Regions from separate parts of the Mus musculus genome. Here region 1 is linked to region 2. Evidence: chromatin contacts called from public promoter capture Hi-C data. All regions are on one chromosome and are shown on one strand. Each heading gives the region's core, a stretch centred on a gene start, on an enhancer-like site or on the middle of the called end of the contact. The rest is flanking DNA. Distances are from core to core; before and after follow the strand shown.

Region 1 (3,221 bases), core at 545-3,044, 2.1 Mb before region 2:
ACCCATATATAGGTCATTATAATACTATATAACACATACTCCTGGGAAGAGATTTAAGATGCTTATGAGATGCTAATGCATGAAGATGTAAGTGGAAATGTGGCTACACACACACACACATGTGCACACACACATGTGCACACACACTGGTTTAAGCAAATGTTTTTCTTAAAAAAAAAACCTCTTCTCCAGCAGGTGGCTTAGTCCTACTTTGGAGGGGACAACAGATTGGCCTCCTCAAGAGGCCTTGGACAGATTATGTCTTGATGCAAAGAACCATCCTTTGAAAAATAAACCAACTCCCATCCTATGTAAGAAAGTCTGTTCTTATCCCAGTAGTCTGCTTGAATGAAATTTTTACAAAATAATGGCAGACATCAGTTAAACTGTGAAGCCTGGGTTTTATCCATCAAGTAACTATTGACAGAGTGTGTGTCTGTAGTGGGGATGAGCTCAGATCTAGTAGGCATTGAGCTTTTCAGAGGGAAAGTGAAGGGGCAGAGAAGGGGGGGGGGAACACGTGCTACATGGGTAGGCTCTCTCAGTCTGTGTCACCTATCAGAAGCAAACACACTTGCTCTGCCAGTTACAGAGGTTGGGGCTCTGTCCTGTCTTTCCTCCCATGCAGAAGTCTGTCGTCTCTGGTGACTGTCCACGCAGCAGAATTCAACATTCTAAGCCCTTGGCTATTTTAAAATTTTTATTTTTATTTTAAGTATGTGGATGTTTTTGCCCGCATGTATGCCTGAGTACCACCTGTGTTCCAGCTATCTGCGGGGGGCAGAGAGAGTGGGGGTCTGCAGGGGGCAGAGAGAGTGGGGGTCTGCAGGGGGCAGAGAGAGTGGGGGTCTCTTGGCACTGGAATTGCAGACAGATACGATCTGCTATGTAAGTACTGGGAGTCCATCTGGGTGCTCTTAACCACTGAGTCATTTCGCCATTTATTTATTTAGCGTTTATTCTCCCCCTGTCTCCTCTTTCTGTCTCTCCATGTACACCTCCCACCCTCTCCTCTCTCGTGTCTCTTGTCTCAGTCTTCCCCTCCCCTTCCCAGTCCCCCTCTCCTTCTCCCTCCCACTCTCTCTGTTTGTTCAAGAAATGGTTCCCTCCCTTCTATCACATGGCTCCCAGGGACTGAATTCGAGATGTCAGTGTTGGCAGCCAGGACCTTTATGGGTTGAGCGGCTTTCAACTGATGAGTTAATCATTGATGCTTCTGAGACAGGTCCTGGCCATCAATAGCCCACCGTGATCTTGAACTTGGGGCTATCTCTTAGCCAAAGCCTGACATTTGGATTCCGTTTAGATCGTTGTCTGAGAAAAGTCGACCAGAGTCCTCTATTCGGACCTCAGCAAGTGGTAAGCTCTGGCAGCCTTTCCCTTCCTTGCGCTGTCTTAATTGGCTGGTGTACCTGTAACCTCAGGTCACGCTGCCAGAAGCCGCGCCAGTAGTTTTGTCTCTACCTGCAGAGATGGAAGCCGAGCGTTCCAGAGAGTTGCGCGATCTTCGGGAGACCTATCCCAAAGTTGTCCCCAGGAAACATTCCTCCATTCTGCTTCATTTCAGTGCAGCAGCTTCTTGCACAATTGAGTGTGCTCCTTTTAGAAGCAAAAGGGTTAATGAGTGTAGCAGGTTGAAGAGTCATGGGGGGAGGGATCACTTTAAAGGCGGACAGAGACAAAGTAAAATGAAAGTGACCACCCCACGCTGTCACCCGCGATGGGCGTGGGCCAGGCTCCGCCGACACTGATCTGGACGTGAGCAGCATAAGTTTGACAGGCAGTGCGGCTGCGCCAACCCTGGCTCCTCCCACACTCCCGGAGCCTTAAGCCCCGCCTCGACACCGCGGCCCAGTAGCCCAGGCCTGCCCGGGATAGTGTAACATGGGTTCCTCCAGCTCTACGGCTCTGGCTCGCCTCGGCCTCCCTGGGCAGCCGCGGTCCACCTGGCTCGGCGTCGCCGCGCTGGGGCTGGCTGCGGTGGCGCTGGGGACCGTAGCTTGGCGTCGCACGCGTCCCCGGCGGCGCCGGCAGCTGCAGCAGGTGGGCACGGTGTCGAAGGTTTGGATCTACCCGATCAAGTCCTGCAAGGGGGTGTCGGTGTGTGAGACCGAGTGCACGGACATGGGGCTGCGCTGTGGCAAAGTGCGCGACAGGTACGCCGAGCCCCGCACTGCACCGGGCGCGAATGGGCCGGGGCGAGGGAGGTGGGGCCTTGCCTATCCTTGCTCGGAAGTGTGAGACCTGGAACCAGGCGCCCCTCGGTGAGTGCAAACTTTGTGAGCCTGAGCCTGGAGCAAGTCGAGAGAGGAGTTCCGTACTGCAAGCTGTGTTCTCCCCAAACCTAGAAAGTAAGGGTTTGTTGCTTCTGGGAAACACACATATGGGAAAGAGATGACAGCAGTTACAGCACGGTGCACATTGACGAGCGTGTTCAAGTTGAAATCTAAGTTTGCAAGCCCAAATATGTCTGTGGGGAGACCTTCCGGGAGGAGAATTTTAGTTTTACCACATGCAAATTTACTCTAAAGCGAAACAGAGCGCCTGGATTTCGGCCCCCACCCCTTTCGGCTTCACAGAACTGAGGCTTGTTGCCTGAATTCTCTGGGCTGTCGAGCTTTGATCCTTTAGCTGCGAAGCCCGTGCTTCTGGCTAAAGTAGTTTTGGAAAACTGAGTTGGAGCATTCCTGGAACCCTGGGGGGTGGGGGGGGGGGGGGAGACTCCCCTGTCAGCTGTCCGTACAGCTCTCCTAACTGTAGGACACTAGAAATATAAAATGCCATTGGCTGAGCGTTTTCAAGAACATCGGGCCTTCCCTCTAGTTCTGGTGACCACTTGAACGAGTAAGGAGCAGAATTACACGGTTTGCCGGGGGTGGGGCGAGGGAGGGGTTGTGGTAGATGGCGATAGAGAGCTAGTCACAAACGGGTATGAAATAATAATAAAGGAGGTTAGAATAAAAAAAAAGAGTTTAGTTCTGCTACAGAATAAATTTATAGATCAGGAATTCCGCTCATGGATTTTCCATTCCTCATTGGCGGCCTATGTTTGCAATGCTGGGAGGTTTGGGTTTAAATTATCATTTACTGAGGGCCTGGGGATATAGCTCCGTTGGTAGGAGAGAGTGTTTGCCAAGGGTTCGTGAAGCCCTGAATTTTATCCTCCAGCATCCAAGGGAGGCATGGTGGCACATGCCAGTCATTTCCACACAGGAGGATCA
Region 2 (3,184 bases), core at 263-2,762:
TCCCCACCCCCAACAGTCACAGACATGCCTCAGCACACCACCTCCAAGAAAGAGAAAGTTAACTTTCAAATAAACCTGTCCTTCAACTGGTCTGACCATGTTTTCAGACCCTTCACATTCTTCAAGACGGTTTATTCTAAAGTAGTTCAAATCCAGAAGCCCAAACCTGACCTGTGTGTGAAGGGCAAAGATCAAGGGTCGAAGGGCTACAAATACACTGCTTCCCCCCACCCCCACCCCCACACACTCCTTTGATCCTCTTTTTCCTCTGGGCCAAAATGGGAAAATGTGCCAGGCTTCTTATCCTTCCTTCAGAAAAGCCCAATTGGGCTGCCGGTGGGTGTGCGAACCTACACCGGTTCCACACAATTTTCTGTGAACTCCAGGGGTTTTGCAGAAGGCTGGGACACAGGGACTCTATTTCTCAGGCACCCCTAAAGTCTGCACGTATGCAGAAGGCGCAGTGCTGTCCGGTCGGTACAGTCTCCCCTCCCTGCTGGGCCATTCAAAGCTCCCCCCACCACAGCGGGGTCACTCACCACCCGTGAGCTGTGCAGGGCCAAAGCACAGCGCCAGTTGAAACCACAGGATCACGGCCAAGAGTCTCTGGGGGGACTGAGGCTGCTGTTGCTGCAGCTGCTGCTCTAGAAATCCATCTCCATTGCTCGGGTTCATTCCATGATACATCTTTCATCCACAGAGGGCATCCAGCTTGCGAGAGTCTGCAACCAGGAGCGGAACACGACAATACCCCGGGGTTGCCCGGGCTCTGGGGCCAAGCTCTCCCTCCTCCACCCTGGGGGCCCGGTGCCTGGGCTTTGCGGGCTCCATCCCATCCCATCCCTGTTCGCCCCTGCGCAGCCCCCGCCCCCTTTCCCACAGCGAGATCCTCCCTGCCACCCCCCATGCAGGGTCCAGAGAGTAGCAGCCACCATGGGATACTGCGCGTGCGGGAGGGATGGAGGAGGGGAGAGAGGACAGGGGTTAGTGCACACTGGCTCTGTGCTGGTCCCCGGGATTCAGCGGCTCTGATCATGACAGGAAAGTCTAAAGCCTTATAGCATCAAGCGGCTGAGAAAACACTTTTCCCCGGGCCTGTACATTTCACTCTGAGGAATCTCACAATGTGCCCCCTGCTGCCCCTGGATACTTCTCTGCTTTTCCAAGGATTGGGAGGCTCCTATTGCCCCAGTCCCTTATGAAATCTGAGCTGTTATTTTTATTTTAAAAATTCCTCCCTTAGGGGAGCTGAGCCAGGAGCCAACTCGCCCAGCCCGGCCTGCGCACGCCTCCCCGGGGCAGGCAAGCCCCTTCCGGGCTCCGGCTCTTACCTGTGGGTCTCATGCATGCAGCTTCCTTCCCTCCTCCGCCTCCTCCCCCCGCCAGTCTAACCCGCATCTGTGCGCGACCTCTGCTGCCGCCTCTGCGCGAGCAAGCAAGCGAGCGAGCGAGCAAGACAGAGGAGCGAGCGAGCGAGCGAGACGGAAGCCTCGGCGGCTGCCGGGCTACACCGCCCCCGCCCGTCCCGCCGCGCGCTCCCTCCCCGGGCTCCCCCGAGTGGCCGGGGGCGGGGGTGACGAGGGCCACGGCTGCCGGGCTGCGCGCGCCCGCTACCTGAGCTCGGGAGCGCGCGGCGGCGGCGCGGAGAGGGGGAGGAAGGGACGAGGCCCGGGCGCGCGCGGGAAGGGCAGGGGCGCGCGGGCCTGCACGCGCCTCGGCGGGTCCCAGCCAGCGCCGGTAGCAGGGGTAAGGGGATGGCGTGGGCGGAGGAGGACGCCGTGGCCAATGGGAAGCCGGCGCGCCTGCACCTGTCGGGCACGAGTCGCCAGGCGGCGGCACACACGCACACGCATTCACACACGCGCATACGCGTATGCACGCACACATACCCAGGCACACGCACGCGCACACACCGCAGGTCTGCGCCGCGATCCTTCACCAGTGGCCTCTGGAGCCCTTAGCCCCGTGTGTGCCACCAGAGGCTGTGACCTCGAAGGTGGAGGTGGACAGGATGATCCCACCCAGGACCATCACCGATGACAGGGTTAACTTGAATGGGGCGGTGTAAGCACAACCCTTGCTGCTAAAACCTCAAGTTCTTGGTGACCCCGAACATCTCCACGGGTGTGAGCTTCCCCTAGAGCCCAGTGGACAGCCCGAGGAGGCTGGGTCTCTGTCTCCCGTCCCTTGCACCGTCGGCATTTTCCCTCTTGGCTGCCTTGGAGATAGACGCAAGCATCTCTCGGAGCTTTCTCTTGAGAGGCTCTCCCTCAGGGAGACAAGTGACCGGGCAGTGAGATGATGGGTGCCAATGCGGGAAAGCTGGATATCACCGGAAGCTTATTTCCTTTGGGTAAGAACCCGAAAGGATCAGGGGTCCCCAGGAAAGAACGTTCCCCTGGTCAGCGGTCCCTTCCTGGTGTCTTAAGTTCAGCCTGCTGCTAGCTCTGTTCTCCCAACCTTTGCTGTTCCCCAGCAAGCTAGACCTCCCTCTGAGGTCTGGGCCGGCTCCTAGGGTACTTGTGTGAGCCTTGGTGATTAAGGGGTGTGCCTTAATGAGGTAGGGCCGGCAGGCAGTATTTTTGAACCACTGGATCCCCATTATTCTGTAGCAATTTGTGGATATGAAAAACCATGTTTCTGATACAGCCACCAAATCATCTCGTCCTTCTATCGACTTTCCCAAAATCTCACATACTGAAGGTAGTTTGGAAATTACAGCTTTTACCGTGTTGGCTTTTACTGCGAGTAATTTTAACAAATTCTTGCAGGAGAAATTAGCTTTTAGTAGATAAATCTAGTTCAATGTTGTTGATTTTTTTTTTCGATTTGTAAAATTGAGATGTCAGCTTTGCACGGAGTAAGTTGAACAGTTTTGGTTATCACAAATGCATTTCTGCTAAAGCCTGAACTCTGAAGCCCAAAGCATTACTTGGGCATTTTTCTGTGTTTCCAAGGTCCTAAGATTGTTCGCTGCAAATTGAATATTTATTCTAGCTTATTCTCAATAAAATATCTACCGTTTTAAAAATAGCTGTCAGATCCACAGGGCATAAAACTATTTGTTGACCATGCAACAAATGTATCTGAAGTCTGCCGCTTAGCTGCAACAATCGGCTTATAAGACTACCAGGGCCAACAGGACCATCCAAGTTCATCTGTCCCAAGCCTGGGATCTGCGCTT

Evidence for each region. Promoter capture Hi-C pulls out the DNA fragments that hold promoters and counts their contacts.
Region 1: a contact with region 2 is called in a promoter capture Hi-C map of embryonic stem cells, with 10 times the contacts expected there. The contact joins the promoter of Mtarc2 here to the promoter of Susd4 in region 2. A contact is called at or near these places in 2 of 39 promoter capture datasets (embryonic stem cells and liver) and 1 of 9 other capture datasets (liver).

What each region holds. Positions count from the first base shown.
Region 1 is chr1:184,844,481-184,847,701 of GRCm38.p6, reverse strand. Mtarc2 (mitochondrial amidoxime reducing component 2) reads left to right here and starts at 1,794. Exons shown (of 8, transcript NM_133684.4): 1 at 1,794-2,156. The coding sequence starts at 1,885. It overlaps Gm34451 (a long non-coding RNA gene), which reads right to left and starts at 1,855. Exons shown (of 2, transcript XR_865818.3): 1 at 1,465-1,855.
Region 2 is chr1:182,762,544-182,765,727 of GRCm38.p6, reverse strand. It overlaps Susd4 (sushi domain containing 4), which reads right to left and starts at 1,512. Exons shown (of 9, transcript NM_001356461.1): 1 at 1,332-1,512; 2 at 540-722. The coding sequence starts at 687.